5 separate regions of the Mus musculus genome follow, and all the other regions are linked to region 2. The links are chromatin contacts, called in public ChIA-PET, Hi-C and promoter capture Hi-C maps. All regions are on one chromosome and are shown on one strand. Each heading gives the region's core, a stretch centred on a gene start, on an enhancer-like site or on the middle of the called end of the contact. The rest is flanking DNA. Distances are from core to core; before and after follow the strand shown. Region 1 holds the start of Ccnl2 (cyclin L2). Region 2 holds the start of 9430015G10Rik (RIKEN cDNA 9430015G10 gene). Region 3 holds the start of Ssu72 (Ssu72 RNA polymerase II CTD phosphatase homolog (yeast)). Region 4 holds the start of Mxra8 (matrix-remodelling associated 8). Region 5 holds the start of Vwa1 (von Willebrand factor A domain containing 1).

The links. Promoter capture Hi-C pulls out the DNA fragments that hold promoters and counts their contacts. Hi-C and Micro-C count contacts between places; a contact is called where the count stands out from the background. ChIA-PET counts read pairs in DNA pulled down with a chosen protein or histone mark.
Region 1: an RNA polymerase II ChIA-PET map of effector CD8 T cells shows a contact between it and region 2, with 30 read pairs. The contact joins the promoter of Ccnl2 here to the promoter of 9430015G10Rik in region 2. A contact is called at or near these places in 8 of 39 promoter capture datasets (cranial neural crest, embryonic stem cells, erythroid cells and 4 more), 2 of 484 Hi-C or Micro-C datasets (the N1E-115 cell line and regulatory T cells) and 1 of 115 datasets of contacts at active chromatin or transcription factors (effector CD8 T cells).
Region 3: an RNA polymerase II ChIA-PET map of memory CD8 T cells shows a contact between it and region 2, with 14 read pairs. The contact joins the promoter of Ssu72 here to the promoter of 9430015G10Rik in region 2. A contact is called at or near these places in 2 of 484 Hi-C or Micro-C datasets (both in embryonic stem cells) and 1 of 115 datasets of contacts at active chromatin or transcription factors (memory CD8 T cells).
Region 4: a Hi-C map of differentiating embryonic stem cells shows a contact between it and region 2, with 2.4 times the contacts expected there. The contact joins the promoter of Mxra8 here to the promoter of 9430015G10Rik in region 2. A contact is called at or near these places in 18 of 39 promoter capture datasets (3T3-L1-derived adipocytes, the C10 cell line, HPC-7-derived erythroid cells and 13 more), 7 of 484 Hi-C or Micro-C datasets (CD4 T cells, the N1E-115 cell line, differentiating embryonic stem cells and 4 more), 10 of 115 datasets of contacts at active chromatin or transcription factors (the 230-238 cell line, bone marrow-derived macrophages, embryonic stem cells and 5 more) and 3 of 9 other capture datasets (embryonic stem cells, liver and pancreatic islet).
Region 5: a contact with region 2 is called in a promoter capture Hi-C map of stem cell-derived epiblast-like cells, with 2.4 times the contacts expected there. The contact joins the promoter of Vwa1 here to the promoter of 9430015G10Rik in region 2. A contact is called at or near these places in 1 of 39 promoter capture datasets (stem cell-derived epiblast-like cells) and 2 of 115 datasets of contacts at active chromatin or transcription factors (memory CD8 T cells and pancreatic cancer cells).

Annotation. Positions count from the first base shown.
Region 1 is chr4:155,810,142-155,814,131 of GRCm38.p6, reverse strand. Ccnl2 (cyclin L2) reads right to left here and starts at 1,643. Exons shown (of 11, transcript NM_207678.1): 1 at 1,323-1,643; 2 at 890-964; 3 at 564-673. The coding sequence starts at 1,604.
Region 2 is chr4:156,108,490-156,112,310 of GRCm38.p6, reverse strand. It overlaps 9430015G10Rik (RIKEN cDNA 9430015G10 gene), which reads right to left and starts at 2,313. Exons shown (of 10, transcript NM_177205.1): 1 at 2,138-2,313.
Region 3 is chr4:155,702,544-155,706,239 of GRCm38.p6, reverse strand. It overlaps Ssu72 (Ssu72 RNA polymerase II CTD phosphatase homolog (yeast)), which reads right to left and starts at 1,425. Exons shown (of 5, transcript NM_026899.3): 1 at 779-1,425. The coding sequence starts at 858.
Region 4 is chr4:155,837,858-155,841,399 of GRCm38.p6, reverse strand. Mxra8 (matrix-remodelling associated 8) reads right to left here and starts at 1,720. Exons shown (of 10, transcript NM_024263.4): 1 at 1,510-1,720; 2 at 602-622; 3 at 192-494. The coding sequence starts at 1,558.
Region 5 is chr4:155,772,279-155,776,257 of GRCm38.p6, reverse strand. Vwa1 (von Willebrand factor A domain containing 1) reads left to right here and starts at 1,697. Exons shown (of 4, transcript NM_147776.4): 1 at 1,697-1,828; 2 at 2,992-3,549. The coding sequence starts at 1,756.

The sequences.
Region 1 (3,990 bases), core at 394-2,893, 300 kb after region 2:
GGGTTGTGCCTATGGAGGTCAGAGGACAACTTGCTGGAGTCAATTCTCCTCCTACCATGTTGATCCCAAAACTAAATACAGGTTGTCAGGCTTGGTGACAAATGTGGTTCACACACGTAAGGAAGATTTAGATGGGATTGCTAAGAGGTTAAGACTGCTACACAGCTAGACCAGATATCAAAAAAGACAGCTGTCTAGGGGTATTTCTGTTACAAATGGTTTCTGGCAAGGAAAGGCCAGGAATATTGATCGACATATTACAATGACACTAGAACAAAGAATGGCCAGTTCAGACACTAACAGCGCTGAGGGTGAGAACCAGGGACCTGGTGCTCAGAGGTTCTCAGCAGAACCATGGAACAAACAGGACAATAGGGTGGTGAGCTGATGTGGTCATACAGGAATTGTTTCAGCAGGGCTAGGACAGCCAGCTATCCTGGTTATTGTACCCCCCTACCAACTGCCCCAAGACAGCATCTAGGGCACATGCGAACAATCTACTGTAAATTCACAGGTTGGTATTAACAATGACAGACATTAGGACAGCTCTGCAAAGGACTCACTTTTTCTCTCTCAGATGCCGAAGGCGATGGAATACATTGATGACATCCCTGATTCGTCTCGGAGCCTCTTCTATTTTGGAAGCCAGGTGAACACAAGCCATGGACACATGCTGAAATGTACATTGTGACACGGGTGTTTTTCCCCCCAACTTGAGAACCTTCCAAGGCATTAAAACTATTAGAAACAACCAGAAGATACAGAGACAGACAGGCCTCTAGGGAAAGAGCTGTGTAGACTTTGCAGGACAGAATTCAGCTAAGCACTGGGCAGAACAGGCCAGGTTTCATCCCAATTCATTTCTCCGAGAAAACAGAAAGAAGCCTACCTCCATGGAATGTTTCACGAAGGACTTAGTGTAAAAGAACCGCTGGAACAGCACCTGCCCTGTAGCCATGGCCACCTAGGGACAGAGAGGGTTCCATCACGTTTGAATGCAGGACTCACGCTTGTCCCGGCTACAATGTCTTGTGTGATTTCCCCCCAGGACAAATAGCCACGACAGTTTCCATTTCCCCCAAAGGGTTTGGGTCTCGCGAGGCTTTCTTGGGGGTAAAAGGGCTTCGGCTCCGGCGGAGGGGGAAGGGGAAGGGGAAGGGATGGCGGGTGCGGGTTATTTCAAGGCTGCGGAGCGCACAGGCTCGGACCTCGTCGCCTGGGTCCGGTGAGCTCCGGGCCGGGGGCCGGGACGACAACAAAGGCCCGGCCCTCGGCCCTCGGCCGGCGAACGGCCCCTGCAGAGCTCGCGGCCCGGCCCTTACCTGCGGCAGGCGGAGCAGGATGCCGGCTGCCTGGATGAGCTCGCAGCCCACGACGCGGAGTCCCGTCTCCGTATCGACGTCGAGGCCGCTCGACATGGACGGCGTGAAGCGGAGCTTGTCGTCGGGCAGCAGGCAGTTTTCCAAGGTGATGAGCACGCCCGAGTAGAGCCTGTCGCCGATCAGCACCCCCTGAGACCCCGGGGCCGCTCCCGCCGAGCCGGAAGAGCAGGCCGCCGACGCCGGAGCCATCAACCCCGCAGCCCCGGCCGCCGCCGCCGCCATTTTGTGCCGCCGACTCTTCTCGGGCCCTTCCCGTCAGGGCGGCTGCTCGAGACGATCGTGGCCGCCCCGCCCCGCCCCCTCCCATTGGCTGAACGTCACCGCTGTCTCGACGCCGTTGGCCGTACGACCAGTCCGTCAGTGTCGCGTCAGGCACCGACGCCGGAAGCACCCACGGGTGGGGCTGCTCGTTACCCACTTGGCTCCGCGGCCTGGCCCGAACCGGAACTCCTGCCTGGCAAAAGGGGTTCTAGAAGGGCGCCTTTCTTTGGGGGTTGGGACAGAACAACTTTTCTCCCACAGTCCCACGTGCACGACGTTACACCGCGACTTAGTTCGGAGTCTTTAGTTCTCAGCCCTCCCTTCCGTCCTCGGGCTCTGGAACAGCTGTGGGGTGGATCTGCCAGCATTAAAAGGGCAGATGTGCCTTTAATCCCAGCACTTAGGCAGGCGGATCTGTGTGGGTTCAAGGTCAGCCTTCTCTCTACAGCTAGAGTTCCAGGACAGCCATGGCTGAGAAACTTTGTCGCAAAAATAAATAAAATACTAAACAAAAAAGTGCAGATGAAGGGTCTGGAGAGATGGCTCAGCAGTTCAGAGAACTGACTGCTCTTGCAGAGGTCCTGAGTTCCAGCTACGACATCATGGCTTGCAGCCATCTATCTGTGATTGAATCTGATATCCTCTTCTCTCATTCAGGCACAAATGCAAACAGAGCACTCATATACACAATCTTTTCTTAAAGGGGACCCCCAATAATCTACTGCAGCAAATACAGGCCAAAAAAATGGCTTGGGGACCTTGAAGATCAAGGTGAAACGGCTTGTAGTAGACCCTACAGACAATATTAATATTCCTGACTCCAGTCCTGGCCTGCTTAGTTTCACCCAAAACAGTGCTGCTGCCACTACACAATAGATGTTTCCTGTCACTGCTCAGTTATCTCAAGCTTTTGATAAGATTTCAGCCAGGTTCGGTGAAACGGAAAATTGGGAGGACATGGGAGTTTAAGGAGATCCCTGTATAACTCTGATTCAGGTATGGTGAACAGCCAACAAGGTTGCCAAAAGTCAGTATTCCATAGTCCAGCTGTAGTGGGGTGATTGGATTCCACTCCTAAGCAGACCCCACAAAGATCTCATCAGTCCTCTCACTGTAATGGCCACGCTGCTACTGTCTGTCCGTCTGTCCCACCCCTAGGCTGCAGCTCTAAAGTAGGCACAATTGTCATTGCCTGGTCTGCCCATTCCCTAAGCTGAAACTGAACCAAGAATTAGAAAAGACTGTTGGCTCTAGTCACTCAACCCAGACTCTGGTTCTAGAGATGACTATTACATCCATCAGGAAGAGAAACCTATATTGGAGAGGGATGCTTGGTTACAACTCAACAGTGATTTGCAGTATCTTGTCTTTTTTGTGTGAAGTAGAAAACAAAGCTCAGTGATGGGGCCACATGGATGTGTATCTTCTCCAATATCAATAGCAAGTGGCTAATGAGTAATATATGTGCAACATTCTGGCAAAGTGTTAAGCATATTGTATGCAAGACACCAACCTAGTACAGTGACGTTTAGGCTGATGAAAAAGTCAAAAAAGCCTTGTAGGAATCCTCAGGAAAGAGAAGCCAAACTTAAGCTTGCCTGCAGTGGTGAGAGGACAGATCTTTAGGGACTGGGAACATTACGGAGTTGTAAGCTTCTGTAGTATGTGTGAAGCCTTGTGTTTAGTACCCTGAATCCCAGAAACTAGACATGGCCAGTACATACCTATAATCCCAGCACGTGAGAAGTAGAGGCAGGAAATCAGGAACTTAGAATCACTCTTGAGGTACGTGAAATTGTCAAAAGCAACACAAATTATAGGAGGGAAATTAGGACTTGATAAGTTATATATTGTGCTAGAAGTGTGCATTGAGTCTGAGGGAAGAGCTCAGAATGACTCGTAAGCAACTGATGGCCTAAGATGAGGAATGGTGTCACTATAATCCAGCATGGTTCCAACTGGAGGCAGAGACAGGCATTTATGGCTTCTGGAGCAAAGGGCTCAACAAAGTAGACGTGGGCCTTTCTTTTATAAATGTGACTGGCAATTAAGAATTTCCCCAAAGATAAAACATTTAATCATGAAGAAGAAACTAGTCCAGACAAAGAATGCTCTTAAAGGAAGCAAAACACTCCATCCAGCAGGTAAACTTTTTAAGATACAAGTAGCTAGGCATGGTGGCATATGCCTATAATCCCAACACTCAGGACGCAGAGGCAGGCTGAGTGCAAAAGTAGCCTGATCTGGATACTCTGTGTGTGTGTGTGTGTGTGTGTGTGTGTGTGTGTGTGTGTGTGTTTAAAGGTTAATAAACCTGGGCAGTGGTGGCGCACGCCTTTAATCCCAG
Region 2 (3,821 bases), core at 1,064-3,563:
ATATTTACACATCTGCTAAGACATGCATGGAGGTCAGAAGACGACTTGTGAGAGGCAGTTCTCTTCTTTCACTATGTGGGTCCTACACATACTTTCCTGTTGTGCGTGGTGTATACACGTGTTTAGAAGTGTGTGTACACCAGAAGTCAGCAGTGACTACTCTCCACCTTATTTTGTGTAGTGCATGTGTGCATGGGTTCACTTTCCCACGGCACGTGTGGTGCTCAGAGACAGGAGATGCATGTCTTCCTCTATCACTCTCCACCATTGTTTGTTTGTTTGTTTGTTTTGGAGACAGGTCTCTCTATAATCCTGGCTGTCCTAGAACTAGCTGTGAAGACCAGCTGGCCTTGAACTCACAGCGATTCCCCTGCCTCTGCTTCTCTGGTGCTGGAATTAGAGGTGGGTCATAGGATCTTTCACTGAACCCAGACCTCATCACCTTTGCTGGATGGTCAGCCTGCCCTGAGGAGTTGCTTGTTTTCCTTCTACTCAAACTGGGATGAGGGAGGTACGCCACCTGCTCTTTCAATAGGGACTGGGAATCTGAATTCAGGCTCTCATGCTTACACACGCATTTTACCCTCAGCCATCTACCCAGTCCCCATCCACTGTATTTTTTGAGACAGGCTCTTTCATTGAACCGGGAGCTCATTGATGCGGCTCAGCTGACCAATCAATGAGCTCAAGAACCCATCTGACTCCATTCCTCACATTAATGTGGGCACTGTGGCTACAAACTCATCCTCATACTTGTTCTGCAGGCACTTTTAACTGAGCTATCTTTGCCACACCTTTTTATTTTTTTGAATTAGGATCTCATTATGAAGGCCAACCTTGCCTGGAACTCACTGCATCACTATGTAGACCAGGTTGGTCTTCAACTCCTGCCCCTGCCTCCCAAAGTGCTAGGGTTACAAGCATGGGATTACAGACCACTGTGCATGTGTGTGCAGTCTTATGTATTTCAGGCTGGTCTCAAACTATGTAGTAGATGATGTCTTTCAAGCTGATTTTCTTTTGAGATAGATTCTCATCATTAGGTAGCTACACAAGGAGTAGCATTGTTGAATACCTGTTCTTACCCACTATCCTGGAGCCTGGAACTCAAGAGATTTGCCTGCCTCTGCCTCCGAGGTGCTGGGAATGTGTGCCACCATTGCCTGGTAGCAATGTTCTTTTAATGAGTTACCTTATAGATCCAAATTAACATGAACAAATGCAAGCCAGTTCCGAAAGGTTGTGACAGATGCTGCTAGTGGACAAAAGAGCTCACCTAAGATGAGTTAAACTCATCAAGATATGTGCTTGCTTTGTTTTGGGGAAGATTATTAAGGCCAGGATATGGAAGTCAAGAAAAGAAACTATTAGCCGAGTTACGGGGCCACATGCCTTTAATCCCAGCCTAGTCTACAGAATGAGTTCCAGGCCAACCTGTCTCAAAAAAAGAAAGAAAAGGAAGGGGGGATGGGGGGGGGTGGAGAAAGAAACTATCTGCATAATTCAGATCTGTAGTTCCTTCTACGAGCTTCTAAAAATAAAAACGGACTCAAATTATTGTCTAGCTCTTAACGTAGTTACCAAACTATGTTTGTAACCTGGCTCAACCTGGTGAAGCCAACCCATGACTTTCTTGCGGGATTTATTGTAGAGGAGAAGCAAAATGTGAGAAAGCCCCAGATTCAAATCCTGCCCCCACCCCACCTCGGCCACACACAGCACCACAAACCCACAAATTAAAAACAAAACAAAACAAACAAACAAACAAACAAAAAAAAACAGTTTTGCCTTCTTTGTACACTGCAGTGAGACTAAGAAAACCCAACAAGATTACGAGACAACGGCAGGGGTTACATGGCCAACCCCTTTCCCAAAACAATAAAAAAACAAAATACTGGGCTAAGTTCGACACCTTTACATTTAATGCGCCGAAACGCGGGAGGATGTGTAACTCGCTGATATAGTGGCTCTCACGGCAAAGTCCTCAAGAAGAGCACATCCCGCGGGAGGACCTCGCCCCCTTCACGACACCAACCCATCTCCCACGTCCTCCACCTCCGTGCAGCTCGCGGTCCATGTCCCCTGCAACCTCCCCGTCCCTCCATCCACCACGCTCCACTCCCGGCTCCGTCCGTACCGCCTCCTCACTGACAAGATGGCAGGCAGCGAGGGAGGCGCTGCCCCGCTAGGCCCTGCATTAGTCTCAGAGTCCCAGAGTCTGCGCTACCCGCGGCCTTTACGGCGTCGCTGCAGCCGCCACCTCCGCCAGAGCAGGGCCCTCACTCACCACTCGCCAGCCGAGCTCCTTTCGTACCGGCCGCCCTGCGCGCGCCCCGCGAGCGTCTCTGGGATTTGTAGTCTCTGGCCCGCCCCCGCCCAGGCCGTGGCGAGGGCAAAAAAACTACAACTCCTAGCGGCCCCTTCGCCCAAGTGCGTTTACCCAGGATTCCGTCCTGGCAGCGGGTTTGCGTTCCCAGCGCTGACTGGGAAATGTAGTCCAAGAGGACTTGAGCCTAGGGAGGGAAGGAAACGACTACATTCCCCAATAGTTCTAGGGGCGGCCAATCATCGTAGTCCTTGTTAGGTGGCCGGCCTTGGTTCTAAGCAAGGCTATGGAGTGTAACGTCCGCCTCGCTCCAAGAGGGTCACAAAAGAATTCAAAGCTGGAGCCGGGTGTCGGGGCGCACGCCTTTAATCCCAGCACTGGAAGGCAGAGACAGGCGGATTTCTGAGTTCGAGGCCAGCCTGGTCTACAAAGTGAGTGCCAGGGCTATATAGAGAAACCCTGTCTCAAAAAAAAAAAAAAAAGAATCAGAACTGCCAATCAAGGCTATGGTAGCCTTTGAAATATTTAACTGGCTATAGTTCGTGATTTGGCTAGCCCCATTTCAAGATGAAGACAAAGTTCAAATTCATTCTTTTGTAAAAATCGGGACTTTCTAATACATCTTTGGCGTGTCTGCTTAGGGAGCTGGACTCTGGTTCCTCCCAAATGGGAAGCCACACCCACTCTTAAGCCGAGCATGGTGCCTCTGGGGTCACCAAGTGGAATGCTTAGGAGGAGTCTTGTCTCTGGGCTGCCTGATCGCCCCGGCCTCTCACTTTGGAGGCCTCGGGTACTTAGGCTTCTTCACAGAAGCTAAAACTCCATGGACGCCCCACAGTAACACAAGGAGGAGGCACTGTACTTTTTTTTTTTTTAAAGATTTATTTATTATTATATGTAAGTACACTGTAGCTGTCCTCAGACACCCCAGAAGAGGGCGTCAGTTCTCATTATGGATGATTGTGAGTCACCATGTGGTTGCTGGGATTTGAACTCAGGACTTTCAGAAGAGCAGTCAGTGCTCTTACCCACTGAGCCATCTCACCAGCCCTGGCACTGTACTTTTTGAAAGCTTACATCTTCTCTGAAGTGAGGTAGAACCACTAGACCGCCCCTGGAAAAGAGCAAAACTGTGTGCACCAGGGCTCTGTTTTGAACAAAGATTAGAGAGTATCTGTCAGGCTTGGTCCTGTTTTTTTCACCCTGCTCTCTGCTAGGCCTTCCTCACTTCCTCATGACCTCAGTTTCTCTGATCTGGTAGAGCTGGTCAGACAACTCAGCATTCTTTGCACCACCGCGATTTACTCCTCTCTGGAATTCTACCCTAAGGCCCAGTGGATCTAAGAATAAAGCTGTGGTCTTTCTTGGCCAGCCGCAGTGACTACAGCAGCACGGGGGGGGGGGGGGGGGTGTGGGGGGGGGACTGTGGTAAAATGGACGAGATTCTTCCTAAATTAGTGACATCAGGACAGACAGGATTTCTGTCTGTGTTGCT
Region 3 (3,696 bases), core at 176-2,675, 410 kb after region 2:
TTGAGGGTTAAAAAAAAAACAAAAAAAACCCGAAATTGCCAAAAAATAATATTTAAAAAAGTTTTAAAAGTTCACAAACAGTTAACTCTGGGGGAAAAAAGACATTTCTACTGCACTAAGTTGAAATGTACAAACCCCCATTTTAACTGTAATACAATGCATCAGTTTCTCATTTTGTCAAGAGATTTTTTTTTTTAAGATAAAATACTATCAAAGATGAATGCCCTACTAGAAACTGGTGAATTCGTGAAGAAATATGAGGAGGTCCCACTGAACCAAATGAATTCGTGTGCTCCAGAAATTACTGACTAAAGTTATGGGGCTGAGAGGGGTGGTGGCTGGTGCATGAGACTTGCAAACGAAGACAGCAATAAACAGTCCCTGACGTTAACACCTCAGATCACTGTTGTTGCTTCCAGACTCGTTCCATCTTGATGTGACGTGTGGAGAGCTTTCCAAGGTGGCCGGACGACACATATACGGGAAAGATAAACACCAGGCACCCTTCGCAGCACGGAAAGACCTTGGCCTACCCCGTGATACTGCCCGGTCGTCCAGCACCCAGAGGGCCCCAGCTGTCGTGTGGCCACCTCTAGGGTTTACGGGGATGCCTACACTACCGAGGGTGTCGCGCGCACGGACCCCACTGAGGGCTCGCTGAGCGTGGAAGCCGGGCGTGGCCCGACCTCCGCGGCCCAGTCAGTACAGGGTCGGGGTCTGGACAAGAATCTGTGGGAAAGAGGAGGGAGGGGCGGAGGGCAGGTGGAGCTTGCACTACCTGAGGATGTTGTGTGCTTCCATGCTCCGATTCTGGTTACTCGAGCACACCACCGCCACCCGCAGCGGCGATGACGGCATGGCACCGACCGAACTACCCACTGCTCTCGCTACGGAGCTCCCACCTAGAAGCCGGCTTCCGCGCGAGGAAGATGGCGGTAACCGGAAATCTGCGACACGGAAGTGAACGCAACGCAACGCAACGCAACGCGTGGGGAGGCCGACGGTGCTCTCCTGGGCTCGTACTGCAGCCGGCGCGGGAGGGCGACCGGCCGACGCCGAATCAGCCTGAGAGCAGCCGAGGCCGGCGGTCGTGGACCACCTTCGCCGGCGCGTGACGTCACAGGACCTGCGCCGGCAACTGGAGCGGTGTGAGCCGCGCCTGCGTCCTAATGTACCGTCGCCTCGGATGACGCGCTAGGCGCGGCGCTTGCGCAATACTGAAAACTTCAGTGGGACGGGCGTTGGGGCGGGTCCGGGGAGTCTCAAGTCCTTTCCGCGGCTTCTCTTGGTGTGGTTGGGACGTTTTTCATTCCGGTTTCCTCCAGGTGGTCACTCTGCCAATTTCATAGATGCACTGGGCTCCAGCACTTGGTTTGTGCCCTATCTCTATCACGAGTACCTTCCTCAGAGTCACTGGACTTCTAGAAGCACGTCACTTCCTCTGTGAGCCCGTTGCAGCTTAACATGTAAACGATATGAAAAATATGGGTGAGGTAGCGGGCTCTTCAAGTTCGGCCAATCGGAAAACTGGCAGGAAAAATCGCTTCTCTGTTGGAAGCCAGTTTAGGTTGCCTATTGAGAGCTCGATCTCAAGTGAGAGGGGGAGAGAGAAATAGAGTTGCTGCTGGGCGTGGTGCCTCACACTTTTCTTTAATCCTAGAACTCGGTAATCAGGTCGACTTACAGCCGGCCTACCTGCCTGGTGACCTGTCCCCTCTAGCTCGAATGGAATGGTCAAGAAGTGAAGGGGATTAGATAAGTTGTTTGGAGATTCTGAGAACTCCTTTAAAGTTGGAGCAGTATGAGATTGTCAGGGACAAGAAGGTAGATAATGTGTAGTAAGTATAACAAAAGCTGTGTTTTGCCGGGCGGTGGTGGCGCACGCCTTTAATCCCAGCACTTGGGAGGCAGAGACAGGCAAATTTCTGAGTTCGAGGACAGCCTGGTCTACAGAGTGAGTTCCAGGACAGCCAGGGCTACACAGAGAAACCCTGTCTCAAAAAAAAAGCCGTAGATTCAGTAATCTACCCTTTATTCCTATTATTCCTGTATCTTCCTCTTTTCTTTTTCATCCCTTCTCCCTCCTTTATAAAAGTATATTTTATTCGCTTATAGTAATTGTCTCAAAGACTACCTCTACCTGTTTGCCTAGGCCTAGAATCTTCTAGCCTCCATGCAACCTTTTTTTCTTTTAAAGTTTATTTATATATATGAGTACACTATGGCTGTCTTCAGTCACACCAGAAGACGGCATGGGATTCCATTACAGATGATCGTGAGTCACCATTTGGTTGCTGGGAATTAAACTCAGGACCTTTGGGAAAGCAGTCCGTGCTCTTAACTACTGAGCCATCTCTCCAGTCCTATTTTGAAACTAAATTTCCCACTATGAACCTCCTCATTGCTATTGAAGTCTGCCATCATTGTTCCTTGTGTTAATGAGGAGGAGAGTATTGAGAACCTGTTGCGAGTAAGCCCACAGAGACCATCACGTGGACACTCTGAAAGCCAAAAGGAAAGTCTTTATTTTTGCCTGCTAGCTGCACAGAGAACTTGCCCAAATCATGTAACCTTGAGCCTTGCAGCTCTTTGACTTTATGTACAAAGACCATCTTGATTGGCATGCTTCAGTTAGCGAGAAGCAGAACTGTGGAAGTCAAAAAGCAAGATTAGAACATTGAGGAAGTTTTTACTTGGGGACTTATGGACTATGTTTCTATTTAGTCAGGTGTTGAGGCCTATGTGCTGGGCTTTTTCTTTGTTTGGTTTGTTTTGAAGATTTATTTTGTGTGAGAACACTAGCTGTTGAGGCCTATGTGCTGGGTGGTTTTGTTTCTTTAAAGATTTATTTATTTTATGTGAGTACACTGTTGCTCTCTTCACACACACCAGAAGAGGGCATCAGATCCCATTAAAGATGGTTGTGAAATATGGTTGTTGGGAATTGAACTCAGGAGCTCTGGAAGAACAGTCAGTGCTATTTATTTATTTCATGTATATGAGTATACCAATGCTCTCTTCAGACACACCAGAAGAGGGCATCAGACCCCATTACAGATGGTTGTGAGCCACCATGTGGTTGGTGGGATTTGAACCCAGGACCTCTGGAAGAGCAGTCAGTGCTCTTAACCGCTAAGCCATCTCTCCAGCCCATGTGCTGGGTTTTAAGTGCAGAATGGTGTCTCTAACATAGCATCAGTTGTGCTAAAGTCTGGGGACCTGTTACAAACGAGGTGCCAGAATCCTTAGGTCCTCTGATATGTTCAAGGGAACAGTATTAAGCAGCACGTGTGTGTTTTTGAGGAACCAGTGAGGACATTTCCCCCACTTTTATCATACTTACTATTATAAAATTCTGTGGCCAGGAGTGACAGTGAGTACCTTTGTTTTATGTTCTCTTATCCTGGGTTTGCTTAGTTGGCTTTTTGTTTTGTCTTTGGTGTTTTTGAGACAGGCTCTTACTAAGTAGCTCTGTCTTGGAAATCCCTATGTAGACCAGGCTGGCCTCAAATTCCGAGATCTGCCTGCATCATGCCTCCCAAGTGTTGGGATTAAAGGCCTACACTACTCCACCTAGCTGGTAGGGGTTGTCTCCAAAAAACTAACAAAAAATATGTATGTGGGGCCAAAGCGCAAGGAGCATTTAACAAACAGGAGGTGCAAGTGAAAACTGGGCGATCATTTGAGAAGAGGATT
Region 4 (3,542 bases), core at 471-2,970, 270 kb after region 2:
TATGGCCCCTCCCCTAAAATCGGCCAATCCCTTCTAGGGCCCCGCCCATCCAAGGCTCCAACCTTAGGAAGGCCTCTCAGCTCCCTCCCCCTACCCACCACACCTCCCCACTCCTCCACCCCACCCTCACCCCTGCCGCCAAGGTTTCAGTTTCTGCCAAAGTTTCAGCCCACTACGGTTCTACAGTGTACCGCGAATGAGCAGCGAGAAGTTGCCGTCGTGGAAAGCAGAAGGCGACAGCAGGAGGCGGTCGCGATCGCGCGGCTCGTACACGCGCTGTTCACCCGCCGAATACATATCCACAAGTCGGCGCCGTTGGCTGCCCGGGCCCCCGCTGAGGTCCCAGTGGACCACGCGCTGGCGATCATGCAGCCGGTCTTGGGTCCACACCATGCGGGGGCTCTGGCAGCGTAGCACAGCCTGGGTTCCGGCTGCCAAGCTCACCACAGACTCAGACACCAGAGAGCTGCTGGCTGCTGCGGTCCCTGAAGGCCCTTGTCGGGAAGGGGGAGTCAGTGGCAGAAGTCAAGAGAGGAGGCAGGACTAGGACAGGAGTGGACCCTGAAGGGGTCTGGCCCACAGCTGGATAGGGGATACTGACCTGAGGACAGGACTGCAGAGCCTGGAAGAAGAGGAGGAATAACGCTGTAGGTATTTTTCACCTTTGCACCCCAGGACCACTTGGGGCCTCCTGCAGTCATGGCAGGTTTGTTGCCATGTTACCCACTTAACAAGTTCTGGGAGAGTGAGTGGGAAACCAGACATCTGGCAGCGAGAAGTAGGAAAGGATGTGACTCTCTGCAGGCTTGTTCTAAAGTGTGAACTTGAAGTAGCCATGGCTACATTGCAGCAACAAGTCCACCAGAGCTGTTCTAGCATGACACTGGGACAAACAGAAGTTGTATGTGCGTCTGTGCTGAGCTTTTAGGAACTTTCAGACCTCAGGCATTCATAGCCCTGTCCTACCCTCCCCCATCCCCACCCCTCCACACACACACACACCCTAGGTGCAGTATGTTCCCCTGCTAGCCTTCCTCAAGAGCAGAGACCCAAGAGATGGCACAGGGAGTCAATCCTAACCTGACACCACTGGCCCAAGATACCGCTGTGCAGAAGTGGCTGAGGGCCCAGGCTTTTAAGAAAAAATGTGCCTGGTCAGCAGGCCAGAGTGGACAGGCCTGGGGGCTCTGAAAAGGAGGCTGGAAAGACTCTACTAGCCCCTTAGTTGTCAGCCCCAGTCCACTTCCCTCCCCACATCAAGGAGGAATGCATCCTGAGCAGCTGACCCTGGAGCCACACAGAATGTGGGTACAGAAGGCACCCTTGGCCACATCCTCCCCACTTAAGACCTCTGGGATTTCTTTTGGAGTACCTGAAGGCTTCGCGAATTGCTCTAAGCGAATTGCTATTTTGAGCACCCAGCCCAGTCCTTTTCTCCACCCCTCCCAACCTAAACCCAGACAGTTCATCCACTCGTTGCCCCACGCCCAGTCCCACTCTCACACTCACTCTGAAGAAGCAGCAGTTTCCACAGCAGGACGCGGGACAGCAGCTCCATGGCGCCTGCGGGGGACGTGCTTTGTCTTACTCAGCTCTAACTCTCCAGAAAAACAGCCGACCCCCTCTCCCTGCCAGCACCCGCTGACATCACGGAGCCCTGGGCCGGGTCTGGGCCCCGCCCACTGCGCTGCTCAACTGCTTGGCCTCCCCCATCTTGACTGGCCTATAATGCTGCAAACACCCTGTCCGGGCCCAGTTGGTGGGAGGGTCTGAGTAGAGGCTCGGCCAGTCACTGGTCAGTCTTGGGGAGGAGCAGTAGCTCAGTCCTGGGACAGAAGACGAGGCCTGGATGTGAAGATTCCTGAGGCCAAGCGGGTGCCAAGCATCTGGTAAACTTCCTGAGTTTCGACAGAACTGGTGTTTGATCTGCATCCTCTGCGCTGACATCCTCCTATGTGATCAGCCAGGCCAGAGAACCTGGGCTGCTCCCCTACCCCACCACCCCCACCCCCACCACCACCCCTACCCCCACCTTCTTGTATTCTCCCTGCCAGATCCGGTGTCTTCTGATTTCACTTTGACTGAGGGTGATTTTACTATGCCCTTCTCTGGGACCATAGTGGGCTCCCTGGGGACAACATGATGGCATTGTGGTCCAGATTTCTTTAGGAGCGGGAACAGCCAATCATCCAGCCAGGCATGTTGGCCCCCACCATGAATTCAGCGCTTGAATGGCTGAGTTTGAGGCAAACCTGCTCTTCATAGTGAGTTTCAGACCAGCCACAGCTACACATGATGTTACCCTTCTCCAAAAGAACAGACAACCCCCTCGCAACTCTGAGGACAGAGTGTGAGTGTGGTCAGACTTTCCTTCACGACCTCATGGCTGGTGCTGTCCACCCTCTTCAGGCAAACCCTGGAGTCCTGAAGCTAGGGCTGGATTACTGTGAGCTGAGAAACCTCCACTTGGAGGAGAAGGGAGTGGAACTCTCTCAACAGAAAGCACAAATTTGAAGCCCTGGGAAAACAGAGTCATATAAACAAATGGGAAATAACAGAGTAGCACTGTGTACTAGCCTGCTCCTACTAGTTAAACAAACCTCAGAACAAGAAAGGAAAAGAATCCAAGAAAACCACAGAAGCCCTTAACTAGTCTAGGCCTCCTCTTTGGATATAATCAGTACAGGCCCCGTCCCTGGGGTTGGGGTGGGGTCCCCAAGTCCCCAACCAAGCCAGAACCTCAGCCTAGCTGGCTCTTGGGGGACGGGGAGGGGACAACAGGGAGGACCAGCTGTGAGGCTTTAGGAAGCCCCCCCCCCTCCCCCGGACTTAAGGGAGCCATCTCCTTTCCAGGATCTGGGCCAGGCAGAGCATGAACTTGGCCCCAGCTCTTCCCTGGGACTTTTATTCTGGAAAAAAAAAAACCAAGTTCTACCCAGCAGGCCATCCCCCAGTCCCTCTCTGGCTTTCCCTTATGTTTCTCTAAATGGTGTTGCCTGATTTGCTACAGTGTCTGCCTCTGCCCTACACTCTCCAGCTTGACCTCTGCCTCTGATCTCTGTCTCCCCTCTCCACTCTCCCAAGGTTGTCCCAGGCTGTCATTTATCCTGTTTCTTATCGTGGTGGGAAAGTATTCAGAAAGTGATAGACGGACACAGAGGCTGGATCCTAAATATGAGAGGGAGATATTTCCACGAAGAGGCTGAGGAAGAGGCACCTCTGCTACGGTCTTCTCTTTGCAGACTCCTTGATCTCAGGGCTCCACTTGAGGGTTGAGGGACGCTCAAAAACTGTGAATCCTAGTAACCTACTTTCAGGTTACAGGCCAGATGCTGATAGACCTGTGGGCGATGCCCCAGACACACCTATGTGGACCCTTGCCCAACACCTTCCCCCCATCCTATTCTCTGCTTCCGGCCAGAGTCGTCACGATGGATAGCAGAAGTCTGCCCTCCTCCACCCCCCTCCACCACATCCTTAAGCAGGAAATAGCCACAGATGAAAACTGGAGCCAAGCAGGCAGCCTGGGCTGCTAACCAAGC
Region 5 (3,979 bases), core at 448-2,947, 340 kb after region 2:
AGTGCTGGGATTACAGGCATGCGCCACCACTGCCTGGCGTCTGTGTGTTGTCTGAAGGTGGGGAAACACTGCAAGACAAAAGGATAAGATTTTTCTGGTGGCTGAGCAGGAGATATGGATGATAGAAAGGGTGTCCCAAGGAATTTGGCAGCAGAAGCAACTTGGCCTGAGCCCAAGTCCGGCAGGTTGAGCCCAGTTTGGATAGGGCTTGGTGGAGACTGGGTCTCTTGTGCTCTCTCCATCTGATGGTGAGGCCAAAGGAAAGAGAAAGCTACTTCCCTGAGTCACAGCCAAGAAGACCTGATCATTTTTTCCAGAAGGGTTGGAAATAGGGCAGACTGAGGTATGACTGTAGGCTTGAGGGCTATGAGCCTCTCCTTCCTCTAAGACCCAGCTCCCTGGCAGAGCAAGCCTGACATAATAAGATTCTTCTGGATACCCTGTGTCCTCTGCTTATTCACAATGCAACAATGTATCTGGAGCTGGAGGTTGTTGGTGTCCACAGTCTTTGAGGGACTCACATGCACTGCTCTCATCCTCAAGGCTCAGGCAGAAGCATCGAGAACTTTCTGGTCCATTCAGAGGCCTGAGGTCTGTGGAGTGAAGCCAACACCCAGTGCCAAGATTCCCGGCAACGGGGTGGGGGACGGCAGCAGGACATAGCTCTTACTTGTTCCTGCAGCTAGCTTCTCAGGCTCAGCTGTATTGCTTCCTTTTTTAGGCAAAGCAGAGCTCAGGCACAGTCCTCAAGGCCCCACAGTGTCTCACCTGCCAGAAATGGAGGAAGTAAAACCATTGAGTCCCATCCGTCCTCCCTGCTGAGCATCCTCTTGCTGAGAGTGGGAAGGGAGGAGACATCCTGCCAGACAACACCCCCTCCTATGTGGGCCTCCATTCCAAATACTATAATTATTTACAGGAAAGCATCTTAAGGGCCGCGGTCTGTGCAGCCCTTCTGAAGGGCTCAATGTCCTGTGAACAACACTTGTAGACAGCTTCCTTTGGTCTGGGCTTAGCACTGACTGCAGGACCCAACTTTAGATGGCCAGTGGGTCTCTAATCCTGCTGGGGTCTGACCTGGGTGTAGCCCTGGAGCCCTGTTTGGGTAGTACATAGGACAGCAATAGGCCACTGTGTCTTTTCCTCCAAGAATTCAGGTGAGAGTTCTGGCAAGGTGGAGGCTCTTCATTCTGTAAGAAGCTTCTCATATGCTCCTGTCTCCTCTGAGGGCTGCGTCATTGCTTTCAAGTCTTTGGAGAAAGCCGGCTGCTCCTCCAGTTTATAGCCAAATTGGGTCCTTGTTGAGAGAAGGTTGCTTCTTTGTATAGCCCCACTTCTAAGGTTCTTTTGTCTTGTAAGGCTCTCCTGTCTTCAGGAGCTTTGCAGATCAGCAACTGCGGGGTGCGGGGGGGGGGGGAACCCTAAGGAGTAGGGGAGGAGGAGTGAGGAGGAGAATATGGACAACACATATTGCCGCCTGCAAAAGAGAGATGGGAATGTCTGTCAGCACACGCCCACACCTATATGCCTTTGTGGTTGCTGCGTGTCACCGCAAGTCCGGGACCGCTATGGCATGCATCACCGTGCAGTCTGTGCAGATTGGCCTCTGCGCGAGCGACTGAGTGCACGCGCCTCCCAAGCAGGAGTGGCCGCGAGTGGGTGTGGCTTCTCCGAGGTGGGTGGGGCCTGACTCACGGTAGGAGGGCAAGTTAGCAGCCAGCTGTGGTCGATCAAGAGCCCGCCACTCCAGGCGCGATGCTGTTCTGGACTGCGTTCAGCATGGCTTTGAGTCTGCGGTTGGCATTGGCGCGGAGCAGCATAGAGCGCGGTAAGTGTGGTGAAACCCGGATTCCAATTCTTCATAGCCGATCCGCTGCTGCCCACGCGGGTCATGAACTGTCCAGGTGCAGCCGCCGAACCAGTAGGTGGGAAGGCCGGGGGAGCGGGTGGGGCACACGCCAGCACCTCAGCCACCTGCGGTGGGCGCTCGGAGACATTCTTGGTGACTCAACTGAGCTAGAGCTGGACTTGGAGCGCCTGAGGCTACGGTCCCCCCCACTCCATCCCCCTCCCCCGTCCCGTCCCACCCCGCACCTCAGACATGGATTGTGGAGAAAGATGTTTAAGAGGTCTCCCTGACTCAGTTTCCTTACCTCTGAAAGGTCCCTCAGTAGAAAGGAGGTAAGAATATTGGAATGGCCACACCATGAGGGGGAAACCCCAAAGCCAGGACTAAATCCAGGCACTTGAGAGCTGTTGCGTATTTGAGTCTTAGTGATGGAAGGTCTCATCAGTACCTCAGCCGGCTGGGCAGGAAGAAAAGGGGATAAAAGGGAAGGCTCGCTAGACAATGGTTGGGTCCTCAGGCTGCTGCGGATGGGTATATCCTGCTTTCTTGGTACAGATGAAGCAGGGGATGGGGGCCAGGGGAGGGGAGGGGTGATGTCATCTGTAACCAGTCAGGACTCCAGTCTGGCCCTCTTATGGGCAGGAAGGGCTGTTCAGTGTGTGGTCTTCCCCATCTCTTCACTTTTGCTCTCCCATCCTCTCTTGTTGTCCCATGGGCTCAGAGTCCATTGCTTCACCTGGAAGATGAATAACCTCACTTAACTTCATCCTAGAGGTGTCCCTTCTGAAAATCAAGTATCAGGGAAGCATTGCATGTGGCTCAGGCCCCTCCTGAATACAGAATGTTCTACCTGCATGCAGTGTCTATTGAGGACAAGGGTCAGCATTTACCTACTAAAGGAGCACGGGGACAGCCCAGGATGCCCTGGGTACATGGACATTGTACAGTTGGGAACCAGAGGAGAGTGTGGGCCTTTTGTTGGCATTTATAGCCCCATTCTGAAGATTCTCTACCTGTATCTTTGGGCAAAGGCAAGCAAGCATGTGCTTAAAGAAAGTTCAGACCTTTGGGGGTGGTTCTGCCCTGGGCAAGGGGGTGCCTGGCAGGGCTACCTTGACTGAACCCCTTGTCTTTTCCTCTAGGTTCCACAGCATCAGACCCCCAGGGGGACCTGTTGTTCCTGTTGGACAGCTCAGCCAGCGTGTCACACTATGAGTTCTCAAGAGTTCGGGAATTTGTGGGGCAGCTGGTGGCTACGATGTCTTTCGGACCCGGGGCTCTGCGTGCTAGTCTGGTGCACGTGGGCAGCCAGCCTCACACAGAGTTTACTTTTGACCAGTACAGTTCAGGCCAGGCTATACAGGATGCCATCCGTGTTGCACCCCAACGTATGGGTGATACCAACACAGGCCTGGCACTGGCTTATGCCAAAGAACAATTGTTTGCTGAGGAAGCAGGTGCCCGGCCAGGGGTTCCCAAGGTGCTGGTGTGGGTGACAGATGGTGGCTCCAGCGACCCCGTGGGCCCCCCTATGCAGGAGCTCAAGGACCTGGGTGTCACCATCTTCATTGTCAGCACTGGCCGAGGCAACCTGTTGGAGCTGTTGGCAGCTGCCTCGGCTCCTGCCGAGAAGCACCTACACTTTGTGGATGTGGATGATCTTCCTATCATTGCCCGGGAGCTGCGGGGCTCCATAACTGGTAGGTGGGAAGAGGCAGGTCCTGTGAATCCCTAGCTGACAGCTTGCTGCAGGGAGAGGATCTGTGTGGAGACCAGGGAGAACCCATGAGCCTGGTGCCCTTGAGTATGTGATAGTGGCCCACCCAGTCTCTGCATACCATCCAGGCACGTACTCCTTCTGGGTGCCTACATGTACCCTGACACCTGGGTTATAGAGAGAATGTGGCAGATCTGAGTAACCACTTCAAGACAGGACTCCCAGACACGGGAACTCCCAGGCCAACGAACTGAGGGCTACTTTGAGTGGGCTGTGTGTGGAGGGGCCAAGTACAGAGGATAAAGGAGGTCCAGGGCTCCCCCAGGTGTATGCCTATGGCATCATGTGCCTTTGTGTATATCCAGGGACCAAATGGCTTGCCAGTCCCATAATTCCCGGAGAAGTGACCAAAC